2 separate regions of the Hordeum vulgare genome follow, and region 1 is linked to region 2. Evidence: chromatin contacts called from public Hi-C data. All regions are on one chromosome and are shown on one strand. Each heading gives the region's core, a stretch centred on a gene start, on an enhancer-like site or on the middle of the called end of the contact. The rest is flanking DNA. Distances are from core to core; before and after follow the strand shown. Region 1 holds the start of LOC123396814. Region 2 holds the start of LOC123395590 (CST complex subunit CTC1).

Region 1 (5,286 bases), core at 2,002-4,501, 430 kb after region 2:
ATGTAGGGCAGCTCACAAGGACTAACCATTGAAGCACAAGATTGGAGAGAAGACATCACATAGCTACTGGTCATGGACTCATGGTCCAAGGAGGACTAGTCACAACAGGCCAGGGAATCGTCCATGGCGGTGGACAAGCCCCCGGAGGTCAATCCTCCTTTCGTGAGGGTGCTGGGAAGAGGTCTCCTGACGCTCCCGATCTCGGAAGCGCTGCGGCGGCGGCAAGATGGAAAAATCGCGATTTTGGATCCTCTATGGGGGTTTCCTCGTCAAGGGGTAAATATAGGCGAAAGGAGGGCACCAGAGGAGGTGGGACCCACCCAGGCGGCCTCTTGGCGCGACCAAGGGGTAGGTCGTGCCCACAGGTCACCTAGGCGGCCCCTGGCCCCCCTCTGGCCCATCTTCGGTGATTCGTGAAGCTTCTGGTGTGCTGATTTTTATATATTTTTATCGGGATTTTTCGTGCTTTGGAAAATTGGGTAAAAGCCCATGCAAAATAGAAATCAGCAGACAGAAACTGACACTGGGTGCACTGAGTTAGTAGGTTAGTCCAAATATGTGTAAAATGATATAAAAGTGTAGCAAAAACATATAACAATGTCACCCAAAAGATCATGGAACAAGCAGAAATTATAGATACGTTTGGGACGTATCAGGCTGCGGTGCGGCAAAGTACGCCTAATGTATCGGGGGTCGCGGCACGGGGAACGACGGTCCCGACATCGAGTACACGTGCACGACACCCATCCACGTGTTGTAGCCACCGGCCCAACGCGGGGTGTGCTACTGTTGCGTCTGTTGTGGACGAGGGGCGCCACCCGCCTGCTGCTGCTGCTGTTGTCGACCACCGCGCCGGCCACCGCGGTGGCGCCCGTTGGTGGGCTCAGGAGGCAACGGAGGAGCATCCTAGGTCGTCTGCGGCAAGGGCAGCAACGGAGGTTGCGTCGAGGGTGTGGGAGCGTGTTGCTATTGGGAAGCAAACGCTGGTGGAGGAGGGCCACCACGGGTGGTGCCGCCGGCGAGAGCGACGTGCATGGCCCGACTCTTCACTTTCTTCATCCGGCGTTCCTTCAGCCGAAGATAGGACATGAACTTGGCGAAGGAGAGCTCGGTGATGAGGGAGAGGTTGTCCGCAGCGTTGCCGAAGTCCTCGTTGAGGCTGACAGTGCGCGTGGTGAGAAGGGTGTCGTCATCAATCTTCACACCAATGCCGCAGAGCTCATCCGCAAGAGTCTTGAGTCGGGACGATAGTCGTCAATGGATGAGTTGTCCTAGTGGCCTCCAAAAAAATCTTGCTGCAGAAAAACATGACGTTGAAGGCGATTATCGGTGAAGAGTCCGTTCAGTTTGGTCGAGACGACGCGGGCATCTTTGCCGTCATGCACGACCGTATGGAAGAGGTCGGGCGAGATGGTGAGGAATAACCAGCGGATGAGTGTGGCTCTGATGGCGGACCACTCATGATGGTCGGGCACGAGGCTGGAGTCGACGAAGCCATCCACATGGTCGAGGAGGTTGTACTCCCAGAACACAAGGGAGAAGTAGGTCTTCCAAGCTAGTAGGAGGAGTCGGTCTGGGCAAGACGGATGGGAACCCGCTCGTGGATGTTGAGGTTGCGGATGTCGAGGGCATCGGGAGGGTTGGCGTCGGCGAACGGGTTGGAGCCGGTCATGGACGACATGAGGAGGGCAGCAACGACGCGGGGAGGCGCGACGGCAGCGGCAGAAGAGGGGGCGACATCAACGGCGCGAGTGACGCGCGGCGGCAGGGGCAGCGGTGACGCTAGGGAAGCACAGCGGCGGGGGGTGAAGATGCGGCGGCGGCGGCGCGACTGGAGAGAGGCGCAACAGCGGCGGCGGTGGAGATGTCGCGGCGATGCGGTGGGAGAGAGGCGCCGCGGCGACGGCGATGGAGATGCGGCGGTGGCGGCGCGACGGAGAGAGGCGCGACGGTGGAGGCGGGTGGAGCAGCATCATCGGCGGCGCGATCGGACGAGGCGCGGCGGCGGCGGCTGAACGAAAGCTAGGGTTGAAACCTAAAAACTCATACGATGTATGATGACGAAATTGCACGATGTATTGATCAGGTATAATCGCACGTATATATGATGTACAAGATGGGTCACGACCTTAACTATAAAAAATTAGGAGGTGGGTCAAATACAAAATATGCACATAACACGTATACTCCCACCGTTCCAAAATATAAGACCTTTTAGGGATTTCACTAGGAGACTACGTACGAAGCAAAATGAGTAAATCTATACTCTAAAATATGTCTATGTACATCCGTATGTAGTTTATAGTACAATATCTAAAAGGTCTTATATTTAGGAACGGAGGGAGTACTCAATAACTGTTGTGGCTTTACGTAGGTAAGAACGGTTCTTACTAGTTGCGCATAACATTCACGTAAAACTTGCAACAATAAAGTAGAAGACGACGAACTTGTTTTTGCAGTGTATATTGTGATGTGATATGGTCAAAACGTGATTTGATAGATGTAAATGTATGAAATGATTATGTTTTATAATAATTATCACGACTTGCATGTCGATGAAAATGGCAACAGGCATATCCTCAAGAAAACGTATTGGGTGCACTCGAGCTTATGGTAGCACGCATGGTTGTGAGGCATGTTATGAAAGATCATGTTCTCCAAGGGCATTTCAATACACTACAATCAACCCTCAATGGGATATAATATCAGGGTTGCCGACATACGAAGTTGAGAGAATTACGCCACACACCAACATGTGCTACACACTTGCCTGGGCCGTTCACAAGAAATGCGCTAACCAGCAAAGATCTACTTATATCTACTTAACCAAATCAGCCTCCTCAACTCGAACTTGATTCCCAATAATACGTATAGCCATTCCAGGTACATCCACGGGCCTTTCCCTGATGGCGACGTGAAACCCATCCACATGCATCCGTGAAGCAGATTCACCGAGACGCGAAACCAGAATGCAGCAGAAAAAAAAAAAGAAGGAAACCAGACTGCAAAGAAACAAAAAAACTCCAATATCCAATCCCACACTCAAAACCCCAGCCGGCGACAAGTGTCCCGGGAGCCCACGAAAGCGAGAACTTGCGCCTCACGAACCCCCCGCCCGCGACACGTCAGCGCGCGGCGGTGCCCGGCGATTGGCCCACCGAACGGGCGGTCCCGATCCGACCCACGCGTTTCGTCGGGCGCCACCCCGGCCGTCCGTCGCGAGGCGAGAGGATTATATATGTGCCGTGCCCACACGCTCCGAGGAGTGGTGGTTGCTCCTAGTCGCGGAGTTCTTTATTAATCTGGATCCGGGCACGGGGAGGGAGCGATCGATCGACGGGCCTGGAGAGGCGGGGGGTTTCGCTTCTCGTTGCGTTTGGAGTCTTGCCGGGTCTCGGTTTTCGAGCAGGCAAGAATTCATTTTCTTCTAATTTTGGGTGATTTTCTTCCTGGGGTTAAAATTTTGGATCATCGCCCCACCGTGTTGATCCTCCTGATTTAGCGTCTGGATTGGAAAAAATTTGGACGAGTTATCTTTAATGGGGCTTGTCCCTTCTTGTGGTCGCAAACCTTCCCAATTGCAGCAGATTTCCCGTGGCCGCAGCGCTTAGTATTCAGAGGCGGCACCTTTATTTGCTCGAGTAGTACGGTTTGCTGTGGCCCAAAAGTTTCCCATTGTATCCGTTTCGAGAAATAGATTGGGTTTTTTTCTTTACTTTTTCTGAGATGTTTGTTTTAACTTGGCAGATCCAGGGAACACCGGTTTTCGTTTGATTTTGCCCAAATTTTTTGATCTGATCGGAGCGATCCCGGAGCTTCTCATGGCCATGGGGCTGGGCCGATTCACCCACTGGCTCTGGCCGGGTAACGCCGCGCGAGTTGGCAACCACGAGCTCCCCGGCACGGCCTTGACGGGCGCCTCCTTCCCGGAGTTCCCCTCCGGGTTCCGTGAGGCGGACGCTCTCGCCTTCTCCACTGCCGCCGCCGGCGGCCGCCGCGCGCGGCAGAGGAGGGTCAAGAACCAGCGGCGTAGTCGCGGGGAGCCCAGGATCGACAGGGAGTACGACATGGTCATCGTGCCGTCCGACGGCGGCGGGTGCCTTTCCGGGTCCGAGTCCGACGACTCCGACTGGTCCATCGGCTGGCTGGAGCCGCAGGCGCCGGAGATGCAGACGGACGGTGATCAGGAGACCTCCTTCGCCGTACTCGTGCCCTGCTACCGCCACGGCCGCGCCGAGCAGCCCGCGATGCCTCAGGCACGGTTCCTTGGCGCTGGCCCTCTCGCCGATCGCGGCCTCTCTGGTGAGTGGTTTGCAGGAAGATCTACCAAGTTCTTACATGGGATTGCCCAGAAATTGGGAAAAACATATGCCATGTTTGGTTTGTTTATTAAAGTATTATAAGTCCCGTGTGATATTAAAGAGGAATCATTTGCTCTACATAGTTGATAATAAACTGACAACAGTTCACTTTGTAAAGTCATGACAAGTCTGGTACCTTTTCATTTATGAGTTATCCATTGATGGTTTGGGAATAAATTCAGCCTGTGTTAAGATGACAGAACTCAAAACCTATAACACGATAAGATCCAATTTTGTGTTTCTTGCTGTTGTACTAGCATTTATGGGCACAACTACTACTGGTCATATGCCATTTTCATGTTTGGAGCTGTTGATTGGTGGGTTTGGTGGCTTGCTCTGTACTTTGGGCTTCAAGATATTTGTTTGAGATTCCTATGCTCAGCAGCAGACACGCAATACTTAATATGGATGTTTTATCACTAGAAACTCTTATTTCATCAGAGAACCCTAGAGGCATTGTTGTATTATAGAATCCGTTGACTTCTTTTTTCTTCTAAATGTGGCAATTTATAACTTACTCTGTTAGACCTCTTCAGTTGTTAAACCTGTAGCCATACTACTTGCTTTGGTTGGCTTCTGCCACTTTGTGTGCTGTAGTTGAGGTTTGAGCTTGCTGTGTTAAAAATGTGCTAATTCGAGTTGTGATTCGACTCTATAACTTTGATTCTTCTTTCAGCATCATGTTTTGTATATTTATGTTGAACAAGGCATCAAATATACTCGTGGAAGTATTACTTTATTACACCTGCAATACAGGGAGCTTATGGCTTCCTGTTGGTGGTTCTCTTATTTAGTCAATTCAACAGCAACATTGTATTTGGTTCAATTGTACTATACGGTCTTTGCAGAATAATAACACTGCAATCGCTTACCATATTTCTGATTTACCATTTACTCCAGTCTTTTGAACTGCAGAAAGTTGCCT
Region 2 (5,954 bases), core at 1,736-4,235:
TCAGAAAGCTTTGTGGGAAGTTGAAACTGAAAGACATTTACCATCTCCCAGCCGTATACTTTCAAAAGTCTAAAAACAAAATGACACTTGGCAACATGGTACCCTCAAATCAGTTGACATAATCTGTTTATAAACTTGTCTGCATGCAAATCATATTCAATAATAAGCCGGCAAAAGTAAAAGCATCTGCCAACAATAATACATGGATAGTTTATGACAAGCTTCTAGGATGCCACAACAAATGCAAAATATGAGTGTTCATCTATCTAAATAAATTGATTGAGCGGGTTTCCACCTCCAATTGGTGACATCAATTTTACTTCTGGTATGTTACAAGGACACTGGAAACAGACTCTTGCAGAAATGTAGGGAAAGGCTGCGTACAATAGACCCAAAGTGGTCGGACCCTTTCCCGGACCCTGCGCAAGCAGGAGCTACATGCACCGGGCTGCCCTTGATGTTACAAGGACAGATGGACTGAATAAAAAACAATGTGATTATTTTTGAAGAAGATGCCATAAAATTTTCAAAATAACCTTCATGCATCCCACTAATACAAGGCCCAGATCACCAGTTGAAATTATCCTTCTGCTAGTAACAGGATGGGAAACCCCACCACATAGAAACTTGTTAGATCCCAGGTTCTTGCCCAGTTCTTCCGCGTCATTCCAAAATCTGAGCATCATTGATATCCACAATGATTCCACCTTGCAGATAAAATTGGCGAAGGGTATTGCCTAACCAAAAATAATTGGCAAGTGAATAAACAAAACCAAAACAAATTTATTTTCATGCATACCGCGAACAATAAAAGGAGAAACTATTACCAATTTACAAGCTTCCAATATTGATCCTGTGCTTGAACCGCCACAATCATGATTGCAGAATTTCATAAGGAAATCATGCTGCGCAACCAGATTCAGGTAAGCAATTCACACGGAAAATAGATTTTGAACAATGAGAAAGGATTCCCGAAAGACGTTTATTCTACATATTCTATATATGTTTCAGGGGGAAATATTATGGTGAGACTGAAAGGCTAGTAGAGCAAATATATATTTTGTCGAGGCAATAAGAAAGGTTGACTAGATTACTTTACACTGTGAAACAAACAGCTGTTATGCACATGCAAAAATGAGCAACACTACATCATTTACTCGTTATTTGAAACACATCACACATGTACTGCTAATGAGCTTGCCTGAGGTTCGAAACCCTTTGAAGAGGGAACTTTAGCAGCATAGGTATGAACCAATCCTTGCTTCTGTTGATACCTTGCAGTTCAAGAGATTAAGTTAAATAAATTAGCAGGAAATACAATGGGGTAATATATTATTTACTCCAGTTAGCAAAGTTACATTTTTCGAGCCCCAGATCTCTTTCTTGGAATCTAACTTGAATTTCTGTTTAAAGCACGATGTCAGAAGTAACATCCTGGAAAATGATGGAACAAAAGATGAGCATACCATGAGAACAAATATGTCCCTTTTCAATCAGGTAAGCATATCATGGAGAAGTAGAACTATCAAAAATTCATACCAAAATTTACCAGGCAGCTCCAAAAAGTTAATAGACTTGTCCAAAAGACCATTATTCTCTGCCCTTGTATGACATCTGCACCAACAGCAAAAAATGTTGAGTGATGCCAGTAACATAAGATACTGATATGCCAAAAGTCATATCTTACTTCGAGTCCACCACGGAGAAAGCATTTACAGTAATGCTAGTTTTACTGCATGTTCCAAGTAGAACAACTGTCGTCCAAGCAAAATTTAGACGAACCACTCGAAATTTCTTCACAGAGATCTACAAAAGAACCAGAACAGTCACACGCTGGCATTTAAAGCTATTTAATCAAAAAGTGAAGAAATTGCAAACCAAGGTTCAAAACAAATTAGCAACATACAACAGCGCCAACTCGAAGAGAATGTGACGGCACAAGCCGCTTATCATCAATTAGCAGCCACGCGGTCTCATCCAGCTCAACCAACATACCCTGCATGTAGATTCCAGAGACAACCCCAGTGTACACTCCACTGCACTTCCCTGGCAACTCATCCAATGGTGGAACGCCCACATAGGATGGGCACCATGACACCATTGTTTCAGTTGATGACACCAACATGGTGTACGAGCCCTTCTTCCCAACGGAGACCATTTTTTTCTTCAGCCCCGTGACAGAAACCGGCCTGCCAATCAGTCGTGCCAGTACGGGCCGCCACCTGCTTGCCAAATCCACAAAGTATACGAACTTCTCCATCTCAAACTTGTGACCGCGGTGAGATTCTGGCTGTGATACCTTGCACTGGCGGCACCCACAGCACATCATCTCTGCTATGAAGCCGACCAAGTCACCCTTCTGTGTGGCATGCGGCACACTGAACACCACGCTCACCGACCTCACAACCCCAAAAATGCGGCCGCGGGTGGCTAAAGCAGGCTCCGCGTCCACGGAATTAAGCGGGATCGCTGTCAGGAAGCTAGGGCCGGGGACGGGGACCGGACCAGGAGCATCTGCCAGGCACCATCGGACTGCCTCGAGCACGCCGACTTCGTGCTGGCGGACGGGGGGAAGGTAGTTCCAGGCGAGGACGAGGATCTCGCGACCGATGGCGGCGGGGTCGAATTCGAGGAGGTAGCAGCAGACAGAGGAGGCGGAGGAAGGGTCCGAGAGGGACAGGCAGTGGTTGCGGCAGGCGTCGGCGGAAGGGAGGGAGAGGGTGCCGGCGAGGAGGACGGGGTGGGGGATTGGCGCGAAGGGGGCGGTGGTAGGGGCAGGATTCGTGGCGGAGAGCTTAGGCTTTTTGCGGGGCTGCGAGGTGGTGGCGGCGGGGAAATGAGAGGGAGAGGGGGAAAGAAGGGAGGATGCACCAGTGGTGGGGCGGCGGAGGCGGAGGAGGTCGGCGACGGCGAGCCGGCGAGGGGTGGATGCCTCCGGCGGCGGCTCCATGGTTAGGGATTGGGACTGGGAGGGGTGTGGGTTTGGGAGGGAGGGGAGATGAGTAGGCGGGAAGTGAAACCGAGAACGAGAAGTCGAGTGGCGGTGTGGGGCCCACTTGATCGTGGGTTGACTGGTCAAATGAGCTGGGCCTCGCGTTCACCTTCGACCTTCCATGTACGCTACCGTGTGGAGGATCGCCCATTTCTGCACACGGAGGTTAAAGTTGGCCAGATCCGGCCTGGCTTGTTATCAGGGCGGAGACGGGGGACGAGCAGGGGCCTGCCCTCCCTCCTCCAAACAATCGACAAAACCTGAAATACCTAATGTATATTTGATCAATATATACTAGTATGTATGTATTTGGTCTCCTCTATCAGTGTCCATATCCAAATCCTGGTTCCATCACTGCTTGTTCAAGACTGCGAGCCGCGGTGCAAACCAGTAGGTTGGCGCATGCTCGTCGAGTTTTCTATGTGCGGCTTCGATCATTTTGTTTATGGTAGTGTTTGCTTGGGATTGTGCTGCTACTTGGCGTTGGTGGCCTCGGATCCGGGGATTGTTGACGGAGGGGCCGACTCCGGATGAAAATCATGCATCGACTCGGTCGTGGTCGGCGGTAACGGCACCCTAGGGTGTCGTCTTCCTTCTTGAAGGTATCGTCGTGGAGTCGTTTGTCCTTCCTACCATATAGCGTGTGATCTCTGGGTGAACACCTAAGATCACGCAGTGCCTGATCGGGTGACGACAGTGACTTCAACATCGTTTCCTCTTTGAAGGCGTCACGTTGGAGATCCCGACGATAGGTTCTGATGATGTTCTCGATTGAAGGTGGAGTGTGGCTTTGTGATGCTGTTGGCGGGTCTTTTTTCTTTCTTTTCTTTTTTGCGCTCCCTTTTACAGTGCTTTCCTCCTTAGAGGGCTCTTGTAAAATCTTCTTTTGATCAATGAATTTGACAGTTTTGCTGCTGACATTCGAAAAAAACAACTTCTTTTCAATAAAAGATTAAAGGAAATCGTTTATCTCCAGCCGGATGATAATAGGGACACTTACGTCGCCTCGTCCTGGCAATGCGTGTCGTGGGTGGCGTGTCTCCATCGTTTTCCTCGTCTCCCACCACTCACCATTGAAATCTTATCTCCTTGTCGGAATCCACATCTCCTTCCACCGACGCAGCAACAGAAAGCCTTCATCGGTTACCGGCCCATCGACGGTAGCCACCACTGTAGGAGCTAACCAATCACCGGCGGATCTGCAGTGCAGTAAACTACACGCAGCCCGTTGAGCCGGAGCCCGTCGGCGCTACGTTGGAGCTCCGTCGGGGCTGCAATGGAGCTTGGCCGGAGTTGCAATGGAGCTTCGTCGGAGCCGTCAATGTTGTGTTGGAGCTCCGTCAGAGTTGCGATGAAACTCGACTGGAGCTGCGATGGAGCTTCCCCGGAGACGCAACCGCTGTGTTGGAGCTCCATCAGGGTTGCACTGAAGCTTGGCTGGAGTTGCAATGGAGCTTCGACGGAGTGTCGGTGTTGCGTTGAAGCTCTACCAGATCTGCTCTACCAGATCTGTAATGGAGCTCGTTGGACGCCCTCGATGCTGCGCTGGAGCTCCGCCGGGACTTCAATGGCGATGTGTTGAAGTTGTCACGCTCGCTGCTGCTATGATCCAACGGCAACTAGCACGCTTATCGAAGGGCTGAATAGGCGGATGATTTCTCTAAAATAACATTCGGTTGATTCGTAGTAGCCCCAAAGATTAAATCTACTTATTTATCTATTCATCTTCAATCACGACGGTACAACCAATATACTCTCAAAAAAATACATACAGATTCATAGCCCACCGGCAACGACTACAAGAACTAAAGCAAGCCGAAGGCGCGCCACCGCCATCGCCCCTCCCTCGCCGGAGCCAGGCAAAACTTGTTTTAGTATTCAATAGAGAAGTCGTCGTGTTAAGGCCCCATGGGACCAGAGCACTAGAACAACAACTGTCACCAATGAAGAGTAGCGTACATCGAAATAATTCAACCTGAAGACACACGAACGTAGACAAATGATGAACAGATCCGAACAAGTCTACCAAATATAGATCCACTGAAAGCACATCTCTGCACGCCCACCGACGGTGCTAGACAAACCACCGAAACAGGGGCTAGGCGGGGAGAACATTTTTCCATCTTCATGGAGCCGTCGTCATCTCGCTTTCTGAGCATAACACAAACCCGAACAAAGCTTAAAGTAACATCTAAAAATGGAGCCCTCTCACCGACTAGGGTCGGGATCCACCACGCCTCCATGGCCCTAAGGCCACCGGAGACGAGGCAGACCAATAGTGATGCTGGCGGGAGGCGAAGAAACCTAAACTTGGGAGAGGAGGCGGCGGCCACGTGAGTATTCTTTACTAGCAGTAGAGACTGTACGTTGCAAATGGAAAAGTAAATATCGCATGATGCTAACCCAATAACCATGAGTAAGACCTAAATAGGTGTTGTCAAGACGTATCTCTTGGTATAAGATGAGAAATCTGTTTTTTTCATGCAAGATTTTGCTGAGGCGTGCATGCACTATTATCAACGGTTTATTTCATCTTCAGTTCGGCTTTGATGAGTTGTTCATTGCATTTCGGGATGGTATTGGTACGAAAGAAAGATGGATCATGCGCTATTGATTAAGATTGCACCTTAAATAGAATTTCAAGATTATTTAACACATAAAATAACATCATATTCATGTTCTACACGTTTTCTAATCGAATTTCATATATACCATGGTAAAAATGGAGTTAGGGTTTAAAAGATATGAATATTTTTAAAAGGTATTATTTGTTCTAAATGGACTGCAGGTTAATTAGAGAGATAATAGGGGATTTCCGTTAAAATGAAAAAATAATCCCTTTATATCACTTAACGGTGGAGTGAGGATTATTTACCAAAAAACAAAGGGTTTTTTTGTAAAACAGGAAAAGACGATTCATTTTGTCATGAGGTTGGGTACAAAGATTGAGCACAAGAGCTGA

Evidence for each region. A called contact is a pair of places that touch in the nucleus more often than the background predicts.
Region 1: a Hi-C map of seedling shows a contact between it and region 2, with 4 times the contacts expected there. The contact joins the promoter of LOC123396814 here to the promoter of LOC123395590 in region 2. A contact is called at or near these places in 2 of 6 Hi-C or Micro-C datasets (seedling and an unstated tissue) and 1 of 1 datasets of contacts at active chromatin or transcription factors (embryo).

Annotation. Positions count from the first base shown.
Region 1 is chr5H:413,090,079-413,095,364 of MorexV3_pseudomolecules_assembly, forward strand. LOC123396814 reads left to right here and starts at 3,252. Exons shown (of 3, transcript XM_045091625.1): 1 at 3,252-3,409; 2 at 3,748-4,302. The coding sequence starts at 3,822. It overlaps LOC123396799 (putative calcium-binding protein CML19), which reads right to left and starts at 905. Exons shown (of 2, transcript XM_045091621.1): 1 at 765-905. The coding sequence starts at 905.
Region 2 is chr5H:412,663,514-412,669,467 of MorexV3_pseudomolecules_assembly, forward strand. LOC123395590 (CST complex subunit CTC1) reads right to left here and starts at 2,986. Exons shown (of 16, transcript XM_045090610.1): 1 at 1,907-2,986; 2 at 1,688-1,806; 3 at 1,540-1,614; 4 at 1,359-1,434; 5 at 1,202-1,264; 6 at 828-905; 7 at 537-737. The coding sequence starts at 2,950.